2 separate regions of the Sus scrofa genome follow, and region 1 is linked to region 2. The links are chromatin contacts, called in public Hi-C maps. All regions are on one chromosome and are shown on one strand. Each heading gives the region's core, a stretch centred on a gene start, on an enhancer-like site or on the middle of the called end of the contact. The rest is flanking DNA. Distances are from core to core; before and after follow the strand shown. Region 1 holds the start of DUSP1 (dual specificity phosphatase 1). Region 2 holds the start of BNIP1 (vesicle transport protein SEC20).

The links. A called contact is a pair of places that touch in the nucleus more often than the background predicts.
Region 1: a Hi-C map of liver shows a contact between it and region 2, with 1.9 times the contacts expected there. The contact joins the promoter of DUSP1 here to the promoter of BNIP1 in region 2. A contact is called at or near these places in 2 of 5 promoter capture datasets (fetal liver and liver), 4 of 47 Hi-C or Micro-C datasets (embryonic fibroblasts, heart right ventricle and liver) and 1 of 2 datasets of contacts at active chromatin or transcription factors (alveolar macrophages).

Annotation. Positions count from the first base shown.
Region 1 is chr16:51,456,771-51,463,809 of Sscrofa11.1, reverse strand. DUSP1 (dual specificity phosphatase 1) reads right to left here and starts at 5,548. Exons shown (of 5, transcript NM_001256075.1): 1 at 5,182-5,548; 2 at 4,760-4,905; 3 at 4,199-4,418; 4 at 3,460-3,765; 5 at 3,396-3,457. The coding sequence starts at 5,548. The coding sequence ends at 3,396. LOC102166710 (a long non-coding RNA gene) reads left to right here and starts at 5,928. Exons shown (of 5, transcript XR_001304774.2): 1 at 5,928-6,458.
Region 2 is chr16:51,136,125-51,142,263 of Sscrofa11.1, reverse strand. BNIP1 (vesicle transport protein SEC20) reads left to right here and starts at 1,875. Exons shown (of 6, transcript XM_003134044.6): 1 at 1,875-2,233; 2 at 4,676-4,768. The coding sequence starts at 2,150. It overlaps LOC102165988 (a long non-coding RNA gene), which reads right to left and starts at 3,818. Exons shown (of 4, transcript XR_002339699.1): 1 at 2,577-3,818; 2 at 1,756-2,181.

The DNA.
Region 1 (7,039 bases), core at 4,299-6,798, 320 kb before region 2:
CCAGAAACCACCGGAGCCAGCAGTTCTCAGAGGCCACCTCCCGCACCCCGCACCCCCCTTTATTTTAATCTCCTAAACTGATTTGTCAGCAGCAGGAAGTGACATGACAGCTTTCTTCACAAAAGGGAAACTCCTCCGCGTTTCCATGGGGATGGAGGCCACTGAATGATCACAGATTTATATAATCTTAAAGGTGTACGCACCCGTGAGGTCATCCTCCAGGGGCCCGGGGAGGGAGGGCGGGAGGGAAATGGAGGCCTGAGGCTGCAAACCAAGGCAGATCAGCTGTGACTGGCAAAATTCCAGGGCGAGGAGAGGATGCGGTGGAAGCATTTGGGGTTGGACGTCTCCTAAGGGAATCATGGGTGGCTGGAAACCGCAGACGAGCATCAAGTATGCGTTGATGCATTTTCTACGGCCTAGAATGAGAGCGCTGGGAGGAAGCTTACCCGTTAGATCCAGTGCAAGCTGGTCATTTTATGGATGGGACAACTGAGACCCAAGGACCGCTGGAGGTCGTTAGGGAAAGGGATCTGAATGGTTCTCCAGGGCCCACAACCTGCCAGGCACTTTTACATTCATGAGCCCATCTCCTCCTCACAAGTGAAGCAGGTTTGATGAGCTTGTTTTGCAGATGAGGAAACCGAGGCCCAAAGGGATAAAGAGCTTTTCCATCCCGCTGTTAGGGAGTGAAACCATGGTGACATCTGACTGGCTACAAAGCTCATCCTTTCCCCACCCCCACAGTTGTCTTTTGGGCTGAGTGAGGGCTTTGGTCCCTGGTCTCTCTACAGACAAGGTTCCCACTCTGCAATGCCATTGACTTGCTACATGACCTTGGATGACAATTCGTGGCCTGCCCCTCTCTGAGCCTCAATTTCCTCCTCTGTAAAATGGGTGTTGCTTTAAAGGTTAAATCCGATCATACGGAAAGCAGTTAGCACAGTGGTTGGCACAGGGCACTAGCTCCAAAAGTGGCAGCTGATAGGACAGTATCAGTGTTAAGTGACTGAGTTGTCCCTATGTCAATCTCCCAACTGAGAAACAAACATTTGACTGGTTTAAGCATCTCTTCCTCAGCTTGAAGTACCTTTTTGCCTTCTTAAGGAAAGCAGTCTCGGGCCTACAGTGACATTTCCTGGAGGATCCGAAGACCAGGAGGAAGGGTCATCACCCAGGTTCCCCAGGGCTGGCCGGAGGTTAAGTGGCTTGTGCTGGGAGAAGAGAGTGAACTGTTTTCACTGGTGGCTCCCTTAGGCAGCTGCTGTATTTTTCCACTGCGTGGATCACACTGGAGATTAATTTTGGTTCAGCCAGTGCCTGCCAAGCAGAAAGTGATGGCCCGAGCCCATGGGGAAGTCAGCCATGGCATTTGCCACGGACTTGAAGTCGCTGGTACATTTCCACGAAGGGAGATATTTGCAATAGTAAATTTCTAGGGCTTGATAAAAAAATAAAAAAGCCCACTGGGTATGGTTTGTCTTGAAAGGCGTGAACATACGTGTAATCGGAAGCCCAGCCGAGGAAATGAACTTGCCAGTCCAGGGTAAGTTCTTAGAACATAGAACACAGGGATCTTTCAGGCCCTGGGAGTCAGGTGGCAGATGGTGAACCAGTGTGGGAAGGTCAAAGACACTGATTCTGTGTCAAGGCCTTGAACCCTGACTAGGGCCACCTGGAGAAATAAAGTAAGATGTTTGCTTTTTGCATCATTCAGCGCTTTGTCCAGAAACAAGCCCAAGGAGCTAAGAGGCCAGCCACTCAGGAGCTTATTGTTATTGAATTCAACATTAAAGGCTGGATTATGGGTTGGTGGTCAATTACACCTGCTGTTTTGGCCAGTTTGGCAAGACAGAGTGAAAATCCAGACTACTGCCCTGGAGCAGGTCAGATGGAATTGCCTATCTTCTTCCATCAAATTAAGAAAGCAGGGCAGCAAGTGATCTGAAGGCAGCGGCCACCAAAAGTGCTGTGTACACACACACACACACACAGGCCCGTGGGGGCGTGCTCCAAAACTTGAGTACTGGTCGGATTGGGGGCAGGGATTTCGGGGTATTTTGTCTACTTGGTATTTGCTTAGAGTGCTGGGTAATCCTTTTACAAAAATAAAGGTTCTTTTCAAAGGCAAAAAAAGAGCACATGAGAAACAAATGATAAAGTACAAAACACAGAAGGAGGAAGAAAAACAGATGTAGGCCCAATGTCCCGCTCCTGCCACCCAGCTATGCTGGGTCTCAGCATCTTCCTTTGCAGAAGATCTAGCAGAGCATTCCACAGGCAGGTAACACACCCAGCCTCACACACATAGTGTGCAAATATATTGGAACACTCTCATCCTCCTCACCCTAGCCCAGCTCAGTGAAGGGAGACTTTTCACATTATCCAGAAGGAGGTATTATATGAAAAAGGCAACCAAGCAAATGGCCATTTCTTTGGTTCTGGGAACACTTGGGCTCCCTGGGTGATAGGATGGGACATGCGTAGGTGGACCCTTGGAGCCACTGCTAACAGTTCAGCTCCGGCACCTGTTTTTTTAATGACAGATCCACACTTCTCCACCTCCCTGGCAACCCAGTCGTCTTGTGAGACTGAAGGAGCATCAGAGGAGCAAGGGATCAGATGCCCGCACACCTTCTAGAGGCCCTGGTTCTCCCCTATTTCAGTGCTGGGGGAGGGATCGGTGGGGCTGCCCAACAAATAAAGCATTGAGATTTCCATAGAAATGCCATAATTTATTCTGCGGTATAAAAAGTCATCCTTATGTAACAAAATGTCTTCGTAGAAGAAGAAATATATTATTTCGGGTCATAAATAATCAGCAAACATACAACTGTTGGCAACTTAAAAAACAAACAAACCCAACACTGCTGCTTTCCATCAGTGCTGAAAACAAACCTGCTCAGGATCTATTTACAAGAGGTTACAGTACTCAAACACAAAAATTGAGGTATATGGTTCTTCTAGGAGTAGACGCTGACAACTGTGAAGGCGGATCACCGACACAAAAATAAATAAAATCAAGTCCAGTCTCATACGTATGTGTCATTGGGAATGGTAACACTGGTAGGTATGTCAAGCATGAAGTTTCTTCAGGAAACAGGGCCCAGCAGAAAAAAATCGGCTCGCACACCGAGTCCTCTCTCTTCTGCCCCTTTTGTCAGAGACTTGATGCACCCACGCACGGCATGTTGGTCCCCAATGTGCTGAGTTCAGCAGACGGTCTTGGCGCCAAGTCATCCCCAGGACCGCCCAGGAACCCAGTGGAATTCGGATGAAATTAAATAAGGAAGGACCAGCCCTCGCGAGCCCCCTTCCTTGGAGTTATTGCATGTCTCCTTGCAAGAAGGAGCCTGGAGTCCCGGTGGGTTGTGAAGATCACCTCCCGTGGCCTTTCAGCAGCTGGGAGAGGTCGTGATGGGGCTCTGAAGGTAGCTCAACGCACTGTTCGTGGGGTGACGGGGATGGAGACGGGGAAGTTGAAGACGGTGGTGGTGGAGGCGCCTCGGTCCAGCACGGCCATGGCCGGGCTCCCAGCCTCCGCCGAGCAGTGCGGGGCCAGGACCTGGGACTCAAACTGCAGCAGCTGGCCCATGAAGCTGAAGTTGGGGGAGATGATGCTCCTCCTCTGCTTCACAAACTCAAAGGCCTCGTCCAGCTTGACTCGGTTAGTCCTCATGAGGTAAGCGAGGCAGATGGTGGCCGATCGGGAAATGCCCGCCTGGCAGTGGACAAACACCCTTCCGCCGGCATTCTTGATGGAATCTGGAAAACAAAGGGCAGCGGGTTACTTGAGAGCCCAGGAGAACAACCCCAACCCCAGGGAGAGGGTGTCTAAGAGATGCTGTGTGTGTCCTGTCCAGAGGTGGTCACTATCACCTCATGCCATCACATGGGCCCTGTTCCTGGAGGCGGATGGGGGCACTGCGCAAGAGGAACAGGGCATGTAAACCCAGACCAGGGCATGTGAGCAGACCCATGTGGGACAAATTAAGTCAACATTCTGAGATTCGGTTTGCTAACCTGTAAAGTGGGACATCAAATCTATGCTTCATAGGGATGCCACCCACACCTGACTGAGAGTAATGTCTACAGCTTAAAAGAATGTCCCTCAAGTTCTTGCTGTAGAGTTTAGGCTCGGTGGCTCAAACTAAAACAGGGAGGCACAGGTCCCAGGCATCTTGTTCCACTTATTTACCGATGAAATCGATTGCCTCATTGAACCAGGAGCTGATGTCCGCCTTGTGGTTGTCCTCAACGGGGATGCTCTTGTACTGGTAGTGACCCTCAAAATGGTTGGGACAGTTGGCCGAGACGTTGATCAAGGCAGTGATACCCAAGGCATCCAGCATGTCCTTGCGAGAAGCATGGTAGGCACTCCCCAGGTAGAGAAAGGGTAGGATCTCCACTGGGCCACCCTGAAATCCAGAAACATCCAACACTTGTCAAGCCTTGTTCAATGGCAATGCTCATGCCCACACCCACAAAAACTCCCTGAACAAGTCAGTTTCAATACTGGGTGACCTTCGCAGCATCTTGCTGGTATAGAAAATAGGGGACTAAGCCCAGTTGCTTGGGCAGGGCCAACAAAGTTCACTTCTGTAGTGCCAACAATTAGAGACTCAGCTCCATCATACCACTTAACCACGGGATAAATATCCCCGTGTCCCCCGTTATAAATAAAGCTGCATGTCACTTTCTATATTCTCCTACATTTACCAGCTGTTCCTTCTCCCCTCTGGTAAGGCCCCCTACTAACCTGATCGTAGAGTGGAGTGCTGCAAGAACTGCACCCTGATTCGGTGCTGTCAGGGACGCTAGTACTCAGGGGAAGGCTGAGCCCCATGGGGGTCGACTGTTTGCTGCAGAGCTCCGGGCAGGAAACAGAAAAAGCTTCATATCCTCCTGGGAATACAAAGAGACATTTTTTTTCCCATTAGTACCGCCGACACAGGGCACCCTTCAAACAACTCCGCTATCCAACGGGACTGGAAGTTTACCCCGGAGAGGCCCAGGCGAGTCTTTGTTCACAGACCAAACAAAGCCAACAAGTCCCCAGAATGCGGATCGAGCGCCCAGGCGCTCCAGGTGGGGCAGTCCCCTAGATGCTGAGAGCCGGGGGTCCCCGGGCTAGGCGACAGGGGGCGTGCGGCCCGCCCCTGAGCGTCCCCGAGGGCGTACCTTTGAGCAAGAAGATTTGCGCGCCGCGCGCCTCGCGGCAGAGCGCTCCGGCGGCCAGAGCCAGGGTGCCGTCGCGTTTGGCGCACTCCAAGGCAGCGCTGCGCTCGTCCAGCAGCACCACGGCGTGGTAGGCGCCGGCCAGCAGGCGGCCGCGCAGCTCCGCGTTGGGCACGATGTGCTCCAGGCCCATGGCGCCCTTGGCCCGGCGCCGCACGATGGTACTGAAGCGCACGTTGACGGAGCCGGCGATGTGGCCGGCGTTGAAAGCGAAGAAGGAGCGACAGTCCAACAGCAGACACTGCGCCGCGCGCTCCCGCAGCAGCGTCCTCAGGCCTCCGGCGTCCAGGGATCCCACTTCCATGACCATGGCCGGCCCCAGCGCCCCCAGCGTGAAGTCTTCTTGTGCTCTTTGTCCTCGGAAGCCAAGGGGAGGGCGACGGCTTTCGAGGAAAAGCCTGACCCTCGTTTTCTTTAAGCCAAACTCCAAACTGCCTCTGGGCTGAGCGAAGGGTCTTCGTGCGGGTCTCTCGACCGCCTCGGGTTCCTTACTGCTCCCCTGCCTGCCCCTCCAACCCGCGTAGAACCTACAACCCCAACGTCCTTCACGGCGAGTCAGACCCGCGGGAAGCGCGCTTATATGTGGCCTCTCGGCGGGCGGGGCGGGGAGGGGCGCGCGGAGGCGCGCGCGCGCGCGCGCGCGCAAGGGGAGGGGGTTGTTTGTTTGAATGACGGTCACGTGACCGGTGTGGTGACGTCACCCGCCCTGCCGGGCTTGGCGCCGGCCGAGCCAAAGGGGAAGACGTCATCGGCCTCTGAGTGGGGTCCGCTGGCTGCGCTCTGGCTCGGGTCCCATCCCCCGCCGGGCCGTCCGGCCTGCGCCTGGCGCGTCCCCGGGGAGCTGGCCCGAGCTACTCTCCGGGACCGGCAGGGAGGAGAGAGGAAGGGCGCGCGAGCAGCTGAAGGCTGACCTCGGTGTTGAGAGCGGCTGGGAGATCAGGCCGCATGCCACCGGCCTCCGCCTCCCTTCCCCCCGCCCTGTGCCCCTTCCCCGCGCCCCCTCCGCCGCAGAGCAGAACGGAAAGGGGTTTCCTGCGTTTTTGCAGAGATGTGGGCCCCTTTCTCTCATTTCCTCATCCCCAACAGGCGAGGAAACAGGTTCTCAAGGAGAGGCTATTTACTTGCCCAGCATCACGCTGCTGGGGGTCGAGGGACAGAGAGGAGCCTGAAATGAAGGTTGGAGGAAAATTAACGAGTTTGTCCAGCCAAGAACAACCGGGGTGAGTTGGGGTGGAGGTGTTCAGGGAAATATTTTCCTACTCCCCAGACTACTCTCCTGTTACTTAAAAATAAAATGTACATTTAACAAGTAAAATGCCTTCCAGTCAAACCCAAGAGGAAAAAGGTCTTTCTCAGTCATGTGCTTGCCCAGACCATTGTGAACTAAGAAAGGTTAGAAGATTTCAGAGGGCTGAAATCCTGGTCGGGGGGGTCGTAAAGTCAGGTCGAGGACTGCGGGGTTCCGTGTTAAGGGAGGCGGACCCCCCCCCCAGCGCGGCTCGACAGCGCCCTCCCGAGGCCGCCAGACATGTTTTGGGTCACGTTTACTTAAAGACAGTTGTAGCCACTCCATCTCTTTATTCCCCAAATGTGCACTGATTGAGCACCTAACTCTGCCCTGGGCTGGGAGCCTCCAGCTGGGAACAGGAGTCAGGAACAGGAGCCGGGCCCAGCCCCCACGCCCTGGTTCTCGCCACTAATATGGGCTTAACTCGAAATCCCCATCCTGGGTGCTCTAAGAGGATTACCAGGACCTGGACGCGCATTTGGGGAGACCCGCATGCGGTTACCCTCGTCCTGG
Region 2 (6,139 bases), core at 626-3,125:
TCATACCACATCGCTGGTGGGAGTGTAAATTGATATAACCTCTAAGAAAAGCAATGCAGTTGTATGTATTAGAATTTTGAAATGCATGTAACCTTCGACCTAGCCATTCCATTGCGCTGGGCAAGTCATTATTCTCTCTGTGCCTGTTTCTTTATCTGTAGGAAGTGGATAATTCTACCTCAGGGCTGTTGTGAAAGAATGATACACATAAAGCACTTCATATAAAGTTCCTGGCACAAGGGAAGAGTGCCACAAATGTCAGTAATATAATAATAGCGGCCAATGTGCTTTGCATTCTTAGCATGTGCCACATTACTACATTGTGCTTGGTGCTTTTTATGTATGACTTCATGTAGCTGTGATCTCCACCAGCTAGCCTCTGAGGAGGCTGAAGTACCGAGAGGGGAAGCCTGCCTTAACCCTCACGTGGCCTCTCTATTAGATGCAGTGGAATAATGAAGGCCTGGAGGGAGGGGGTGTGGAACACTGGAGGAATACAGATGTGGGAGCACGCAGCTCCCCCCTTATTCGACACTATTCAAGGGGCCATATTTGGTTTTTGAGGGAAGGAAGATAGGGCTTTCACTTAAGGCTCTGCCACTTTTAATTTGGGCAACCTTGGGGCAAGGATGTTTTGTTCTGTTTTTGTCTTTTTTGTCTTTTCTAGGGCCGTACCCACGGCATGTGGAGGTTCCCAGGGTAGAGGTCTAACTGGACCCCTCATCGGTTCCCAGACCGCAGCCTACACCAGAGCCACAGCAACACCAGATCTGAGCCTCGTCTGCGACCTACACAACAGCCCACTGCAATGCCAGATCCTTAACCCACAGAGCAAAGCCAGAGATCAAATTCAAAACCTCATGGTTCCTAGTCGGATTCGTTAACCACTGAGCCACGACGGGAACTCGTTTTTTGTTTTGTTTTGATCTGGCCTTAGTCCAACTCCCGAACTGTGAAACTGGGTTATTACCTATTTCAAGGGTGGTTGTGAGGCTAAAGGGCAACAGCTGACACTCAGTTTTTCCCAGTCTATGATTGCAGAACAAAGGTGAATGGGGTGAGGGCAAGTGGGGAAAAGCATTCTAAGAAGGAGAAAAGCACATTCCACAACTACAGATCCAGACTTCCCATTTGCTCAGGGTGTTAAGCATCCAGCACTGTCACTGCAATGGCTGGGGTTGCTGCTCCGGCAAAGGTTCAATCCCTGGCCCAGGAACTTCCACATGTCCCAGGCACAGCCAAAGAGAAACCACCCAAAAAACAAAACAAAAACCCCACAACTACGGACCCAAAAAGAGCTTGAAGAATGCAAGGGGGGCGGGGGCGCTGGGTGGGGTAGCTGATGGTCTTGAGGGCCAAGTTAAGAAACTTGGACTATTTTATAAGAAAAATAAAGTGAAAGACTCTCTGTCTGTTGAGAGAGAGACAACAGCCAGGTTGTTATTTCCATCAAAACTACTCCAGCCAGGTAAATTATTTAATAAATCTAATTGTACACAAAAGGGAACCGCCAGGAGCAGAGAAGGGGTATAAACTGGAATGTGACTTACCAGTTGCGCATTTTAGACGCAAAGATCCCTAGCACTCAAGCTGGACTAACAGAAGATTCCCTAGGGACTTGCCTTGAATTTCGTATATTTAAAAAAGTGTAACAACGTTTGTCATTTTTTTCTTTCATTCCACAATTTATATTCACTGTAGAAAATATGAAAATACAAGAAAGTTTAAAAAAGTGTAAACAATTGTTAATTATACCTTTCAGAGATATCCCAGTTGATACTTTTCTTCCAGCGGTTCCCCCCACCCCCCGCCCCCATGCAAAAAACCCCGCATTCTTTAGAGTGGCTGATGGGCGGAGTATGCGGAGGGATCACCGTTAAAGCGTTCTCGATAATACCCTCGGCTCTCGCTCTCGCTCTCGCTCTCTCTCTCTCTCTCTCTCTCTCTTAACTAGATCCACACCAACAGGCCGACTGAGTGCGCGCCCACGTGTCAGGGAAAGTCCCCACCACTGCGCCGCCGCCCTCGCTCGCCGCAGGCCGGTCTTTAGGGGGCGCTGCCCCAAGGCCCGGCCGGGAAGGAAGGGAGGCCGGGAGAAAACGCGTTGGAACTTGGGCCCCGCGGCTGTCCGTAGTCAGCATTCCCCAACATGGCGGCTCCCCAGGATGTCCACGTACGGATCTGTAACCAAGAGATTGTTAAATTCGACCTGGAAGTGAAGGCGCTTATTCAGGTACTAATTCCCAGGACCCCCAATGGGGACCAGCGGCCCGAAACCCAAGTGGTTTTGGTTTTCTTTCAGCTCGGCGGTCTCACTGCTGAGCTTTCCCCATCTGGTCAAGTCTCCGAGGTCGCTGGCCCCGCCCCCTTTTCCTAGCTGCTCCCCTTTTGGTCCCGTTCCCTTCATCCCCTGGACTCTTCTCCTTGATCCTTCTTCCGGCTCCCGTTGGCTCGCCCTCTCCAAGGCCTCTCCTCTCCCTCTCCCTTCCCCAGCCTCCGCCTCAGGCCTGGCTACCTTTTTGTGGCCCCTGCCCCACTCCGGCCGTTTCCTCGCCCTGCCCCAGTCTCCAATTTACCTGTCATCCTGCTTGGCCCTGCCTTCTGACACCGCCCTTTCCATCCTTTGGTAGAGTCCTGGGGGCCGTTAACCCCGGCCCCTGTGGCCAGTTCCGTGGGTCTGATGTCCCGGGTCACCAAAGGCCCCTTGGCGCGGGAGGCACTGGATGAAGTGAACGTAACCTGGACGTTGTGATTTGTAAATTAGGAAATCGAGTCAAGGGCCAAGGCCTGGGTCAGAGGGCAGATAATGGCAAAACTGGGGTCGGACAGGGAAAGTCAGTATAGAAAAAAGACTTGAGTCTACTTCGTTTAACAGATGGGGTAATTGAGGTCCTTTGTTTTAGGCCGTTTGAGGGTAGAAGATAACAATAAACCCCTTGGCATAGGCAAGAGTTAGGAATGTAGAAATGGTTACTTGAGTTTAGCAAAAGGAAACCAAGAGTTTAAAATCTTCATTTGAGGCAGATCGTTTCCATTTACAACAAACGTTACTAAACGTTGGATGTAGACTGAGAATTTGCAGCCAACTGTGGTAAAAGGTGGAGGAAAATAAGGCTCCCCACAGAAGCCAAATGCAAAATAAACCAAATTAATAGTTTATTATATGGAGCAAAGAAGTGTGATTTAATGCATAATCCATAGAACAAGTGAGGCAACTTGATGCAAACAGTTAAACTCTTGAACTTCATGTTTCCGATGTATAAACTACAAACCTCTGGGCCAATTTTAGAAAAATAAGTTGAGGAGTCATAAAACAAACGAAACTGTCTTTTCACATAATCTATATTGCTTAAGCCCTTTTGGGCACTCTCTAGCTCTCTTTGTTCTTGTGATGAGAACAGTTGATCATAGCTAGAGTTAGCGCATTCTTACTGTGTTCCAACTCCTCTGCTAAACCCTTTACTACATACCTGATCTATGAAGTAGGTAATGTTGGGATGAGGAAACTAAGGCACATAGGACTCAGTAACTTTTTCAAGGTAAAATAAAACAGCTTATAATTGCTACAACCAGAATTTGAATGTACATAATATATCCTAGGGCCTGCTTTAAAACCTGGCCCTGGAAATTCTGAATGTCCAGAAGCAAATTCTAAATCTATCTTTGAGCATGTTTATAAACAGTGACTTACAATAGAGGGTTTATAAAATTAGATCAAGAAGTTAATCTTGTCATATAATGCCAAATATTAGCATCCTGACTTTTTTTTTGGTCTTTTTGCTATTTCTTTGGGCCGCTCCCGCGGCATATGGAGGTTCCCAGGCTAGAGGTCCAATCGGAGCTGTAGCCACCGGCCTATGCCAGAGCCACAGCAACATGGGATCCGAGCCGCGTCTGCATCCTACACCACAGCTCACGGCAACGCCGGATCGTTAACTCACTGAGCAAGGGCAGGGACCAAACCCGTAACCTCATGGTTCCTAGTCGGATTCGTTAACCACTGCGCCACGACGGGAACTCCGCATCCTGACTTTTAAGTTGGAACCATGTAACATTACAGTCTAATGTTATAATACGTCAGAGTTCCCATTGTAGCGCAGTGGAAATGAATCCGACTAGGAACCATGAGGTTGTGAGTTCAATCCCTGGCCTCACTCAGTGGGTTAAGGATCTGGCGTTGCTGTGAGCTGTGCTGTAGGTCACAGACGCTGCTCAGATCCTCTGTTGCTGTGACTGTGGGCGTAGGCTGGCAGCTGTAGCTCCCATTGGACCCCTAGCCTGGGAACCTCCATATGCCATAGGAGTGCCCCCCACCATTAAAGTAAAGCTACAGTCTGTCTTTTAGATGTCCATTCCTGTCACAAGTTGCTTTAAGTCTTTCATAATGGCTGAATGGAGTTTTGGTAAACTTCAGGAACTAATAGGTCAAGATAGAGTTGTGTTTCTATCTGTGCTTTTATGTTACTTGCTGAGAAGTTATCTAAAGCGGGATGAGAAAAATGTAAATTACATTGTTTTTGCTTGTGTTGTAGAGGTAAACATCAAAGATCAGGATGAATTTCAGTTAGTAGGCCAAACTTAGTTGTGACCTAAGCCAACTCTCTCACGGTACAGCTGGTGTCGTTTCATTTCATTGCCTTGAGAAAGGCTCCCTCATCTCTTCACTTTTTCCTAGGATATTCGAGATTGTTCAGGACCCTTAAGTGCACTTACGGAACTGAATACTAAAGTGAAAGAAAAATTTCAACAGTTGCGGCACAGAATACAGGTAAGTGTCCGCAGAGCAGGGATGCTGAGACTGGGCAGCATTCATTGTCCTTGGAATTTTTCAACTTGAAGACTCAGAGATCACTTGAATTAACTTTCTTTTCTCTACCCCTCTCTCTAACCCATCCACCTCAATTCATTACAATTATCTGGTAATGGTTTTTTTTTTCATACTGTCACTTTGGCCTCTTCCTCTCTGTTTCTGTGTCTCTAGTCGCATCATATGCTTATGTAACAGTCTTGAATTCAACTAGGGTATATGTGCTGTTTCCAAAATCATTAGAGCAAGGAAAGTAGGTGTTTCTGTGCTGTGCCCTGAGTGAGGGTAAGCTGGTAGCATGGGTCTGTCCATCCCTGGGCGGGTCTTGGGGCACCTGGTCTCCATCCATGTGATGCTGGATTTAGAGACTTGTGCTTTTTATCTGACCTGGTCCCAAATGCCAGCCCTTGTTGCTTAACAGAAGAAGACAGTCTGTTCCAAAGATACTTGAAAAACTGGCAGTTTGGACCCTGAGAAACAGAATGTCCATGTCCTGTGTTGCTTTCTAAGGGATTTTCAAGGGCAGTTTTGCCAGTATGCAGTTTTTGTCAAAGGAGGTCACTCTAGGTTGTCAGCAATGTCACTGAACCTAGCTGGTCTCTTTCCGCCTCCATCTCTAGTACTGATTTAATCATTTTAATTTTTTAAAACTTAACAATATATATTGTAGATCTTTCCATGTCAGTATTAGGAAGTTTCCTTATCCTTTTTTTTTTTTTTGCTTTTTGGGGCTGTACCTGCGGCATATGTAAGTTCCCAGGCTAGGAGTCAAATTGGAGCTATAGCTGCCGGCCTATGCCACAGCAACATGGGATCCAAGCCACATCTTTGATCTACACCATAGCACATGGCAACACTGGATCCTTAACCCACTGAGTGAGGCCAGGGATCAAACCCGCATCTTAATGCATACTAGTCAGGTTCTTAACCCGCTCAGCCACAATGGGAACTTCGTCCTCATTCTTTTTTTTTTTTTTTTTTTTTTTTGGTCTTTTTAGGGCTGTACCCTCAGCATATGGAGGTTCCCAGGCTAAGGGTTAAATCAGAGCTGTGGCCATTTGCCTGCAACACTGGATCCTTAACCCACTGAGTGAGGCCAGGGATTAAACTCCTGTTCTCATGGATACCAGTCGGGTTCGTTACTGCTGAGCTACAATGGGAACTCCCTCATGGAAGTTCTTGAACCACCCACGGAGGATGAATTTGAGCCCCAGATCAGTGTGAGGGTAGCTCTGTGGTTATATATTCTCCAGGGAGATTAATTTTACATCCCTCTAGCCAGACCCCACAGGAAAAAAGGACAAGCTTCCATGTTTTCTCTGTGTGGGTTGA